2 separate regions of the Hordeum vulgare genome follow, and region 1 is linked to region 2. A link is a contact called in public Hi-C data. All regions are on one chromosome and are shown on one strand. The core of a region is the stretch at or near the end of the contact, and the rest is flanking DNA. Distances in the headings are between cores, read along the strand shown. Region 1 holds the start of LOC123444624 (protein GAMETE CELL DEFECTIVE 1, mitochondrial). Region 2 holds the start of LOC123444623 (probable glycerol-3-phosphate dehydrogenase [NAD(+)] 2, cytosolic).

What was found. A called contact is a pair of places that touch in the nucleus more often than the background predicts.
Region 1: a contact with region 2 is called in a Hi-C map of leaf, with 2.9 times the contacts expected there. The contact joins the promoter of LOC123444624 here to the promoter of LOC123444623 in region 2. A contact is called at or near these places in 1 of 6 Hi-C or Micro-C datasets (leaf) and 1 of 1 datasets of contacts at active chromatin or transcription factors (embryo).

What each region holds. Positions count from the first base shown.
Region 1 is chr3H:518,693,500-518,696,199 of MorexV3_pseudomolecules_assembly, forward strand. It overlaps LOC123444624 (protein GAMETE CELL DEFECTIVE 1, mitochondrial), which reads right to left and starts at 1,442. Exons shown (of 3, transcript XM_045121410.1): 1 at 812-1,442. The coding sequence starts at 1,410.
Region 2 is chr3H:518,558,621-518,561,402 of MorexV3_pseudomolecules_assembly, forward strand. It overlaps LOC123444623 (probable glycerol-3-phosphate dehydrogenase [NAD(+)] 2, cytosolic), which reads right to left and starts at 1,500. Exons shown (of 6, transcript XM_045121409.1): 1 at 1,090-1,500; 2 at 316-987. The coding sequence starts at 958.

The DNA.
Region 1 (2,700 bases), core at 192-2,691, 130 kb after region 2:
GTTAAAAGAAATTCCCACTATTTTGCCAATTCCACAATTGCCTTTATGCATATAATGTTGAGATAACTAGTACTCCCTCCGTCCCAAAATAAGTGACTCAACTTTGTACTAACTTTAAAATAAGTGACTCAACTTTGTACTAACTTCTAAAGTTAGTACAAAGTTGAGTCACTTATTTTGGGACGGAGGGAGTAATACACAACTAAATTTTAAGAAGAACAGGAATGCAGCTGAGCTGAACTTCTCAAGGATTTTATGTTAATGACAGTTTTTGCTTGCAAAATACTCCCTCGGTCCCAAAATAAGTTTCTCAACTTTGTACTAACTTTGTATTAAAGTTAGTACGAAGTTGAGAGACTTATTTTGGGATGGAGGGAGCAACACTTAAGCCAACTTCATCCAGGAATAACTCTATTTGCAACACAAACACGTAGTTTAATGCTTTCCCATCCACTCAACAAGAATTCTTTGACTCATTTCATTTCAGCAACCATACATCAGTTCAGTCTCAGTTACATAGTTCTAACCTAGGATTACCAGAGTGCTACTATCAATTGCCATGATCCAGAGCATTGGACATTTCTATTCAGGAAGAAACTGCACGAAGCAAAACTCAAGAGACTTGGTGAATTTACGAATTAGCTAGACCCCTTACGAATTAGCAGAATCAATTTCTTCTAGTCATTGATTTCCCAATAATATTCTCTTAAATAAAACCAGAGGGTTACGAATTAGAACCCTAGATTTTCGACTCGCAATCTAGTTATTTCAACACAAAACTGAAGGGAGCAAAAAGGATCTCTTCACGTACTCTGGGCAGCTATCTAGCAGGATCTCGACGGAGTCGTCGAGCGGCTTGCCCTGCTTCCTCTCCTCCTCCTCCTCCATCTCCTTGAGCCAGAGGATGGCGTGCACGCGCTGCCGCATGACGCGGAAGTCCTTGGCGAGCCGCTCCACGGTGTACGTGGCGGGGTCCTCCTTGTGCAGCCGGTACATCTCCTGCTTCTCCGAGTCCTTGAGGTAGGAGCCCCGGGATCCGGGCTCCCGCACCTGCTTCAGCAGCTCGCACGTCTCCTGAAACCGCTTGTCCCACGAGTCCACGAACTCCTTCCCTTCCTTGTTGTCGCGATCCACGGAGCGCAGGATCTCTTCCTCCTCGTCCATGGCGCGTACGGCCGCCAGCTCCTTGGAGACGGGGGCGGACGGGGAGGGGCGGCCGACGGCGGAGGCGGACCCGTCGAAGTGGTCCTTGGTGATGCCGGTGGACCAGGAGGAGCCCCATTCGTCCCCGCCCCCCTCGCCCCCCGGAGATGTGCAGAGGGAGCGGAGGAATGAGGAGATCCTGGAGGCGGCGGTGGCCGGCGGCGCGGGGAGGCGGCCGTGGAGCAGGGTTTTGCGGAGGGCGAACATTTTTCGGCTGCGCTCTTGTGATTGGGCTGTCGCACTCACTTACTTGGTTTCAATGGAGGAGATGTTGTTGGGGTGGGTGCCGCAGGGGCAGGCCTGGGCTAAGTTTCCAGGCCCATCTAAAGTTAACTTAACCCAGTGGACTTTTACGCGTTAAGTGGTAACCCTCATGATATGTTTGTTGTAACCCCTGTAAATATTTCCATAGATGAATGAAGCCTGCCTTTTTTGCTCAAAAGAAAAACAAAAACGCCATCACGACGTGTAGCTCGCTGGGTGCACCCTCCGTGTTTTGGGGTTCTTGCACGTTTTTGCCTTCTTGTTTATTTGTTTATTTCATCTTTTCGGCTATTGCTTGATTTTTCTAGGTTTAGGTGAAAAGTAAGTTTTTGTGTGTTTTTTGAGAAACAGTGTTTTTTTGCGAGAAGCACAACTGTGCTTTCTAAAAGTGAAAACATAATTGTGTTTTTGCAAGAAACATAATATGTGCTAAAGCAAAATTATGTTTTTTGAAAAGGGGAAACCATAGCTTGTACTTCCCGAAAATAAGAAAAGCCACAACATGTGCTTCCCGAGAAGGGAAAAACATAGTGTCGGTGTAAAAACCGTCACATCTCGGGTATGGGGTCCCGAACCGTGGACCTTAGATCGATGGGTTGCATGAAAGAGGGGGGAGAGTGTTTATCCAGGTTCGGGCCCTCTTGAGGAGGTACAACCCTACGTCCCGCTTGATTATATTGATGTGAATGATGATTACAGAGTCTACCTCAAGATCGTGTATACTAAGCCGTAGGTGAATCAACCTGTGTACACGAACGAGGACCCCCCGGTTTATATAATCAAAGTGGGATCTAGGGTTACACACAACTGACCTAGTCTACTTTACTTGGACGTCACGCCGGTCTTCGATGCTTTCCTCCTTGAGTACGAGATGAGTGCACATCCCAACCTCCAATAGGTGCGGCCTATCAAGCCGACCTCTTCATAGTAAGCCGACTACATGAGGACCCCTTAATCCCGGACTCCCTCAGTATCCCCCGAACTAGCCTTCAACGGTGATGTGAAGGGTCTTCGGATGAACACGCCCAAAGTGTTTGGCTTGTAAGGCGAGTTCATTTGCTTCCTCCGAGCAAGAAATGATGATTTCGTCCTCGGTTGACTCACGATTACCGAAGCATCGCGGGGCCCACAACTTTCAACTCTACACAAATATTAATAATAATTCTCAATTCTCACATGCCTTCGTAGAGGCAAGCTTATTTCGCAATCCCTCATGGAACCGTTCCCTATAAC
Region 2 (2,782 bases), core at 250-2,749:
TGCAATTCAACATCAATATTTTGTCAGCAACGCAATCGGTTGCATCCTAAGTTTATCATAACTCATGATGACATTTCAACCAAAGTTTGATAACTGCCTGTCATAGTTAGCAGGTACTACCAGATAAAAAAAAAAGCTGATAGCTACAAATTTGTACCCATGGAGGGGAACAGACACCAACAATTGAGGGCAAACAGCAATCCACCAAGTACAGAGGACAACATCAATCCACCATCAACAGAGGACAACATCAATTCTTCGGTGAAGAAAGAAGAGGAAATTATGATTGGAGGAAAAAGAAGATAGGAAACTCACTTGCATTGCAAATCATCTGTGTCGGAGTTATGATCCGCGGCACCGGATCCACTGATGCTTCTATCCCTTTCGTGAGCGAGATGATCACAGGGGCATTAACCCTCTCCTTCCAGTACCTCCCAATCTCCCCAAACACGCCCCTCGTCTCCGTGGAGGGCAGGCCGTTGATGACAATGTCAGCGTTCCAGACGGCCTCCTGCAGGTTGGTGACGACCTTGAGCGGGCAGAGCGGGGTGTCGATCATGTTGAGGCAGAAGCCGTCCCTGAGTATCTCGTCGGCGTAGAGCGTGCGGTCCCCGAGGCGGCCCTCGACGTACTTGAGGTAGGCGCATCGGCGGATCAGGCGGCGCAGGACGTCCTCGCGCGCGTTGATGACGTTGAAGAGGTGCTCGGCGGTGGCGCGGTCGACGGCGCGGCCGGGGCGGCGCCAGATGCGGAGCTGCACCTTGTCGCGGAGGTGGCCGTAGGCGTCCTGCAGGAGCGCGCAGAAGACGCTGCCCCAGGCCCCGGCCCCGACGCCGACGATCCGGAGCGGGTCCCCGTCGGCCTTCCCCATCAACCGCCGCAGCTCGTCCACCTTGTCCTCCACGGCCCCATTGGCGTGCCCGTTGGACGCGTGCGTCCCGTCCTCGGCTCCGCCCATTGCTTCCTCGGCTCCTCCTCTGCGCGCCGCTTCTCCTCGCAAGCAAAACCAAGCCCAGCCGAGAAGGCCACTACATAACCTGTCTGACTCGTTCGGTTGTTCCAAGGATGGGCAGGCAGGTTATAACTAACCGGGAGGAAGAAGACGAGAAAAGGACGCAATTTGCGTGGGTCTGGCCGCCGAATTGCGACGGGGGTGACGCGGACTGTCTGCCGGAGAGACCGAGGCGGGCCGCGGCTCGCCTGCCCGAGCGGTCGCCGGTTGGTGGCGCGGTTTCGCTCGCCGGTCGGGCGATCCTCGCGTCGAAAGCGGAGTGGTGGGGGATTTCTTTTCTGGGATCCGCCGCGTCACGGCGGAGCGGGAGGTGGCAGGTGGGTGAGCGGAGGCGGGGCGCGGTAAGAAAAGGACGGGGACGGGGTAGGCGAGGCGGATTCGAGGATCCGGAGGTCGCACGGACGGTGACGGACTGATGATGGTGGGTTGGTGATGGTGTCGGATTTGGGTAGTTTGCCATGGCGGACCTGGCGCCGTGCCCTGCCCTCGCACCGGCGCCAGATCCCCCACTGCTGTGCTCGGGGGCGCGTCCACCGGTGCGTGTGTTGCGTCGGGCGTGTGGCGGCCACGTCCAGTCAAAGAACGCACGGTAATTTTGATTGTAAACTTCTACTGGACCGATGATATTATTCCAGATACTCTGTATTTTGGATTATAAACTTGATGAAAAACACATATAATTTGTATAATATCGTTATTGTATTGATCAGAACATCACGTTTTGTGTCCCAAAGGGTTCAAGTAAATACCATCGCTTCGCAATAACAATTTAGGAAGAGAAATAATTATGTACCAAGTGAAAAGAGAGTTGCTAGTTTTTCTAAGAACCTTAGCGTAGAGGCCTGCTAAAAAGGCTGTGAAGCAATCAAAAGAAGAGTAATTCAATTCTGCTCCGGGGCTCGTGTGCTCCTAGTCAAAAACAAATTAAAAATAAATACTAGAAATCTTTTAAAAATTTAAAAAAAAAATGTGTGGTAGATAATTTAATGTATGAGGTTCGCTCCAAATTTCATATTATTTAGACATCTCAGCAGCTCTTGGCAAAAAAGACAAATCGGGTCAGAAAAGTTCGTGAACCCAGATTTGTTTTTTTTGCTGAGAGCACCTCAAATGCCCAAATGAGTTCAAATTTGAAGCGGACCTCATGCATCAAATTATCTACCACACAAAAACAATTTGAAAATTTTTAGATTTGTTTAGTATTTGTTTTGAAATTTTTTTCATCGGAGCGGGTGCAGATGGGCTGAGGAGCCAAAACGCCTCTTCCACAAAAGAAGGCTTAATCTTGGGAGTTCCTCTCGTGCGCGACAAGGTTCCGGCTGCGGGCATCGACATCAAGAACAATTCCAAGGCCACGGACGTCTTCAGGGTGGCCAAGGCGGTGGATGGGCTCACGGTTTCTGACAAGGGAGCTGGTGCCCCCGCCTTGACGACCGCTGCGGCGACGAAGACGACTGCCCAACCCATCCTCCTAGGGTCGGGACCAGGGGAGTCTTATGATTATTCGGTTCGGACGCGTGTCTCATTAGGAGGACCGGGCGATCGCGTCGGTCGCTACTGCCAGCCTAGGCCAGGAGGGCCTGGGTTTGGCGCCTATGGAGGAGTCCAGGCAGGCGCACGGTCAGGTGGACCTGAAGCGTGTAGGGGTGTTTCCTCCCTCGCATACTACTGATGATGTTTTTTCGTCCGAGGAACTCAAGGTTGGGCAGGTTTCTCACAAGAGGGGGGCAGTCACTGGCGAGCCACAACCTTGTGGCCAAGGCTGAGTGC